Linked DNA regions of Mus musculus: region 1 is linked to region 2. The links are chromatin contacts, called in public HiChIP or PLAC-seq maps. All regions are on one chromosome and are shown on one strand. Each heading gives the region's core, a stretch centred on a gene start, on an enhancer-like site or on the middle of the called end of the contact. The rest is flanking DNA. Distances are from core to core; before and after follow the strand shown. Region 1 holds the start of Tmem19 (transmembrane protein 19). Region 2 holds the start of Cpsf6 (cleavage and polyadenylation specific factor 6).

What was found. HiChIP or PLAC-seq counts read pairs in DNA pulled down with a chosen protein or histone mark.
Region 1: an H3K27ac HiChIP or PLAC-seq map of acute myeloid leukemia shows a contact between it and region 2, with 10 times the contacts expected there. The contact joins the promoter of Tmem19 here to the promoter of Cpsf6 in region 2. A contact is called at or near these places in 3 of 39 promoter capture datasets (embryonic stem cells, liver and second pharyngeal arch cranial neural crest), 2 of 115 datasets of contacts at active chromatin or transcription factors (acute myeloid leukemia and embryonic stem cells) and 1 of 9 other capture datasets (adipose tissue).

Annotation. Positions count from the first base shown.
Region 1 is chr10:115,360,472-115,363,741 of GRCm38.p6, forward strand. It overlaps Tmem19 (transmembrane protein 19), which reads right to left and starts at 1,796. Exons shown (of 7, transcript NM_133683.4): 1 at 1,581-1,796; 2 at 1,338-1,488. The coding sequence starts at 1,467.
Region 2 is chr10:117,375,254-117,378,796 of GRCm38.p6, forward strand. It overlaps Cpsf6 (cleavage and polyadenylation specific factor 6), which reads right to left and starts at 1,720. Exons shown (of 10, transcript NM_001013391.2): 1 at 1,586-1,720. The coding sequence starts at 1,645.

The DNA of each region.
Region 1 (3,270 bases), core at 546-3,045, 2.0 Mb before region 2:
AACAAAAACAAAACAAAAAAACCAGTGTGTGTGCATGTTTATGTGTGATGTGTGTGCCCGAGTGTATATGTATTTGTGTGTGTGTGTGTGTATAGATAACATGTATGTAGAAGTCAGAATAACTTTGAGTTGGCCCAAGAGTTCCTGGGGGTTCTCCTATGCCTCCTCCTGCCTAGGAGCACTGGAATTATAAATGCGTTCTACTGGGCCCAGCCTCATGTGGGTTCAGGAGATTCAGACTCAGGTCCCCAAGCTTGCACAGCAAGCACACCCAACCCAGAGTCACTACCTCAAGTCCCCGTTTTGAAATGTTACAGATCTCACTGGAATGTTGGCCCACATAATTCCAGAACATAGGAGCCTGAGACCAGAGGATTTGAATTTGAGATCACCCAGGGCTACAAGCTGGGGCCTTGTCTTAAAACAAAACAACCCAAACAGGCAACAAACAAGAGTTGGATATGGAGCAGCCTCTGAACACATGCATGGGTGCACAGTATATGCAAAACCCTGGATTTAACCCCCCCCCCCACTCTAAGAGCCAAATCCAAAATAATCCTTTAGAACCATCACAGGACCAAGGTATATAATCCGAATATATTAATGCCAAAATGAAATCCATCAGCTTGTACAATTAATATATACTAAGGGAGAAAAGTCCGTAAAGTCTTGTCTTATGTTGAAGTGTCCTGTAAAGTCATATACGATGGTTGGAGGTTGTAATCCCAATACTCTGGAGGCTGAGACAGGGATCAGGAAGAATTCAGTAGCAGGAGCAGTAGTAGGAGCTAAGACAGCAAGATTTGGCTTCATGAGAGCAAAGATGTACCAAGAAGCCAATGGAAAGACCAAGTGGCTGCAGGGTACGGTGATGATCAAACCGGACGAGCAAGAGGACAGTGTCTGCACGAGACCTATCTATTTGTGTGAAGTGACAAATTCTTCAACTTGCAAATGAAAAGACTGTACCTCCTTTGTTATTCTCACGGGATTATGAAACCGCTACACCATGGCAAATCTTAAAAAGATAAGCATCCCCCAAATTGTTTCACAAAACTACCTTTTATGTCTCCCCCCCCCCCAACTAAGGTAAACAGAAGTAATTATTTGAGACATGCGTTTTGTGATAGGTATCATTAAATATCAGCACAAGAAACATCATGGAAGGCTGTAAAGTTCTCTAGACATTGTTTATCTTATCACCGTAGCAAACCAGATTCAGGTTTCGGCAGTGAACATAACTGTTCTTAACCATTTACATATTTTTTGGATTTTGAAGTCGTAGTTTAAAATTCCACCCATTAACTTCTAGCAAAACTTAAAACACTTTTACTTACCATAATAGGTGCTAGCAGTCATTGACATAATCCAGAACGCTAGGGAAATGCAAATGATCAGGCTCAGTATTACTATATTGGTAATCATCTTTATATACCTTTTGCACGTAGTGTCGTCACTATCTGTCATGGAAAATAGAGCTACGAGCACCTGAGGGGGGGGAATAGATAGCATTTCAGATGAACCAAGTCATTCAAGTTTCTTGCAACAATACTCCTTTAGAGGCATAGAGAAATACCAACATCTTCCACCAACCGAACGACAAAATAGAATCGTAAATCCAAAACGTCTAGTCACTGCTGCAGGCGCAGCGCTCCGGCTCGACCCGGGGAGGTTAACGCCGCCCTTGGAAAAAGAAGGTGCAGGGAGGATGCACAGAGGACCCGCCAGGCCAGCAGGGAGGCCGGCAGCTCCCACCTAGAGGGACCCGGAAGGAGCACAAACGACCGGTGGCCAATGAGCGGCCAGCACCGCGGAGCCCCGCCCCTCCCCGCCCTCGGACCCCCCCCCCGAGCTCCGCCCCCGCACGGCGCGCTCCGCCCCCTGGGCCCCTGCTCCAAGTCTGCCCCAGCTCCACCTCTGCCGTACGCTGCCCGGGCAAGCGAACCAAGGCTGGGAACAGCGCGGGCGAGCGCCTTTACGTCCCCACCCCGCTGCCCCGGGAGTCGCTCTGGTCTCTCCGCGACTCCCTCCGTGTACGCATGCGCAGCAGCCCTGCTCCGCTCACGTGACTCGTCGAGGCGGAAACCCGGCTTGAGTTTGCTTAGTGTCTCTTTGCGGGTCGGAGTGCTGTTTCTAAAGCACCTCCAAAATAGACGTTAGGACAAATTAGGTCTTGGGATTTGTGGACAGCCTAGACTTGAAAAAAAAAATGTCACCAGTAAGGGTGGTGTGGGTCACTAAAACCTGCCATTGATGGAATAATGAACTGCGAGTGAATTTAGAGCCAGTAATGGGTTGTAACTTATGAAGCATTCATACCAGGCGATAGGGTGTGGACGACGTAGGAGTTTATCGTTAGAAGCGAAATTACTTAGAAAGTAGCTTAAAACAATGGCTTGGCTCTTAACCTGGGCCAGACTCAACTGGTACTGCGGTATGTAAACATAAATATAGTTCCCACGGTTGAGCTTTTGTATAATTACTGTTCTAACACACATTGTGGAAGTGTCTGTCCCCATCCACTCTATCTGTAAAAGTAACTTATTCGTCTGATGTATTGTCCTCTTGTAGGGCTCACTGTTGAATAAGCTCACCCTTTATAGTTCTTTCTAGAACTCTGGCTGTCTGGTTCAACCTAGCTGTTCTGGCTCAAACTCCTCACCAAGCTGCCTGATTCAATCTGGCTTCTCTCAAGTTCCCATTGAATTGTTCTGCCTAGCCTCAAACAACTCTGGCATTTTGTTCTAATCACCTGGCTCCTTCTTGTTCTCTGGCTTTAGTTGACTCTGCTCACCTGCAATGAACTTCATAGACTTGAAACAAACAAAAACCACAACCCGAACTCAACTGCAACTGCACCGCACTCCTGGCACTGCCTCCCACCTCTGACTAGCTGTCTCTCCCTGCACTGGGGCTCTTAAAATAGCTTCTCTTTCCTGTGCTGTCCTTGTAAGATGCATTCTGTCTCTGACTCATTCTGTCAAATCTTTCGATCTTTGTTACTTTGTCTGGCCCTCAATTAGACATCACTTTCACACCTGGCTCCTTCCTTCTAAAAACGAATTTGACCTTAAAGGACTGTACTCAGGTTGTATCCGTGTTCCAGGCAGAGGGGTTAAAGGGATGTGGCCTGTCTGCGATCTAGCCAGATCATAAAGATCTAGGTCTTTGGATGTAATCCCTTGCTAGAGGAGCCATCTTGCTGGATTAAAATTCCTCTACAATTTCAAGGGTGTGTATCCTGTCCATTCATTTATACAGCAGACCATC
Region 2 (3,543 bases), core at 470-2,969:
GTCAACGAAAAGCTACAGTTATAAAAAAGAGGCCTACAAAGTAGTTCCTCGTTGAGGTCAAAAAAGTTTAACCTCTCCAGGCACTCGGAAGGCAGAGGCAGAGGCAGAGGCAGGCGGATCTCTCTGAGTTCGAGGCCAGCCTCGACTACAGAATGAGTTCCAGAACAGCCAGGGCTACACAGAGAAACTCTGTCAGCAGTAATTAAAATCCTACGACAATTTGCTTTTCTTTTCTAACATTTAAGCCAAAAGCACAGTCATTCTTGAAAAACGAAGCAGTAAGGATTTAAGAGTTTTCACTGTTTCGTTCAAGTCTTATATCCCTAGTCATAAACAATGGAGGGAAAACGCCATACAAACCAATGGCATTTTATTCAGGTTCTCATCCGTACCTTAGAATTTTTTAATATGGTGGGGTGTAAATTTGAAAACCGTGAATATAGGAAATGCACTAAAAAAAAAAAAATATTTAGAGGGCAGTAAGAGGCTAGACGATCCAAACCCTGGCAAGCAGACCCTTCCAAGGATATTTATTCATCATGAGACGCTGGTTCTAGGCATCCCAGGCGGGTGAGACCGGAAAACCTTACACGTCTCACTTTCTCCAGCCTTTCAAACCGTGAAGTCGAGCCCACAGGGCAAACACTTCGCTTTCAAACTACAGTCACGTTCACAACGACTTGTCAGGCACGCTACCCAGGATTCCGATTCCGAGTGGCCGGTCTCCCTTTCAGTCTCTCCGGTCTGTTAAGCTAGGATACCACCATCTTTTTTGTTCTGTCCAGCCACCGCGCTCCCAAGTCTTTGGCGCAAGCCATTTATCCTCTCCGATATTTCGCTTCACAAAGGCCAAGGACTGGGCCTCGGAGGCACTGCAAACCCTCGATGACCAAGGCGGGCCGACGCACCGACTTTTAAATGCGATCGGTGGCTCCAAAAGTCAGATGACTTGTTGCGGATGGAACCAAACCTAAGCAGCCTTCCCTTAAGGGGACCGGCGAGCAAGGAACCGGGCGCCACGCCGAAACCCGTCGCAAAGGCGAGCGGGAGCCCAGGGAGAGCGGGCGCGCGGGATACAAAGGGCTGTGAACGCGGCCTTCCATGAGGCGACCGTGCGCGGACAGAGACACAAAATGGAGCGGCGGGAGGAGGAATCGGAACCCGAGGCGGCAGGGCCGGGATGGAGGCGGCGGGCGAGCGCGCGGCCGGGCCAGGGCTTCCCCTCTGGCCGGCCGCGGGGGAGGGGGCGCGGCGGCCCGTTCTCCCCGCCCCGCACACGCGGCCTAGCTCGGCGGGAAGCGCCCGCCACCGAGCCAACAATGGAGCGGGAGACCGTCCGGAGGAACCGGGCGGGCGGCTGCAGGGCGACCGGGCCCCGCGCTCCAGAGCCCCGCGGCCCGCAAAACGACGCGCGAGAACAAGGGCTGAGGGGCCGTCGCGCACGGCGGCGCGGCCCGGAGGCGCCAAGGGCGCACGGTCTGCAGCGAAGCCGGCTCGCGGCCCGCGGCGGCCCTGGTCAGCCGGGCGTCCGGGCCGCGGCACAGTCTGCGGCGGCGGCGGCGGCGGAGCCCGGACCCTCACGTACCTGGTTGAACTCTTCACCCACATCCGCGTAAATGTCTATGTGGTCCACACCGTCCGCCATCTTCCCTCGGCCTCGGCCGCCGCCGCCGCCGCCTCCTGCAGGTCGGCCCGCCGAGGCAGCAGCAGCGGATCTGGCGGTGGGGGCGGGGCGCCCTACGTCACTTCCGAGGGGCGGAGACCAGGGCGCAGCGGCCCGCTGCTGGTGACGGGGGACCCCGCCGAAGGTCCGCGGCGGTTCCGAGGCGCTAACTCGTTCCTTTGTGTGCAGGATTAAGCCGCGGCTGGGGCAGGGGCGTGATTTCCTGTGCTACCCCGCCATACCGCATGCCATGGAACCCGCTTGTTTTCAGAGACTGTCTTTTCAAACTGCTTCTGGCACTATTTATCTATCTACATATCTATAGATGAGAGATCTATCTAGTGAGAGATATAGATATATATACATCTATATAGAGAGAGATAGATATTTATATATTTGCGTTTTCATTTTTTTCCTACTTTTTTTTTTTTTTTTTGCTTCCAAGGTTTCGAGAGATGAGAGTTATGTGTACGCAATTAAAAGCGAGATATGATGTCCTGGCCAATGTCTTATTCTTGCTTCTTCAGACAACTGAATTTTTTGAGTTATTTGCATATAGCATATTTGCATCTCTTATCTTTATGCAGTTGTAAGCATCTTTTCCGCTCCTTCCTTCACATCCTCCTCTTCCCCCTTCCTCCCCCATTGCCCTTGCTTTTACCTTTTTATCTCTGTTGTAGGTTTTCTCCAGCCATCGTTCAAAGGATTCTATCCTCATTTTTAGAGCACGTACAACAGAGCAGATGTATCCTAAATCAACGAACTCCTGGATTCAGAATGCTGAGCTAGAAGGGAAATTAAAACGGTGGCTTGAGGTCCAAACATCCCGTTTTACAGATGAGAGAACTAAGGACTCGTAGAGCATAAGTTATTTAACTGGGGTTACATGGCTCGTAAAAGTGCACACCTTTTGACGCCGATATATGATTCAGAGATCTCTCTCCATTTCCAACGGCTCCACCTATTTCTTTCCTTCCCGTTCAAAAACTCACCAGGTCACTCAGCTGCCTGTGTGCTTGATATAAATTCAGTTCCCACAGCGCTCTCAAGGAGCGTAGAGAGAACCGAACCAAATCCTCTTAAGTAGTCCTCTGATCTACTCAGCACCTCTGACTGCTCTCACTTCCAGCCCCACCCTGCCAAACAAATTAACAAAAAAGCAAAACAATAACCAAAATAATAATAATAACAAAAATACCAGATGCAGACTGGTCTGAAATCATCAAAAACCTAAAGAAACATCTATGCTTGAGATGTCTGTAAAATCTTGGTTGCAGTCACAGAGACTAATCTCTTAATCTGAATAAACATTTCTTTAAATTCCTTTTTTATACATCGGGGTGTTTTGCCTGCATACAGTCTGTGTACTACACATGTGTGCAGTGTCCTGGGAGCGCGCAAAAAAGGACATCAGTCGACTAAGACTGGTATTAGACAGGTTTATGAACCACTACATGGGTGCTGGGAATCAGACCCTGACCCCGGAAGAGAATCCAGCGCTATTGACCACGGTACAAACGGGACTTAACGATGGCCACCGCTGTTGAAAAATCCTAGACTCTAAATTTTGTTTACTTAGAGGTCAAATGCATGCGGGGCAATGATGGCCCACGCCTTTAATCCCAGCACTTGGGAGGCAGAGGCAGGCAGATTTCTGAGTTCGAGGCCAGCCTGGTCTACAGCGTGAGTTCCAGATCAAGGGCCACAAAGAGAAACCCTGTCTCAGGGAAAGGAAAAAAAAAAAAAAGTCAAATGAATGCTGAGTAGCGGTGGTCCCAGGGCTACACAGAGAAATTCTTGTCTCAAAAACCAGAACCAAAATAGTCAAAAACTCAGCTTTATCCCTCAGCTACATTTTGAGATCTGATAATTCCCTCAAC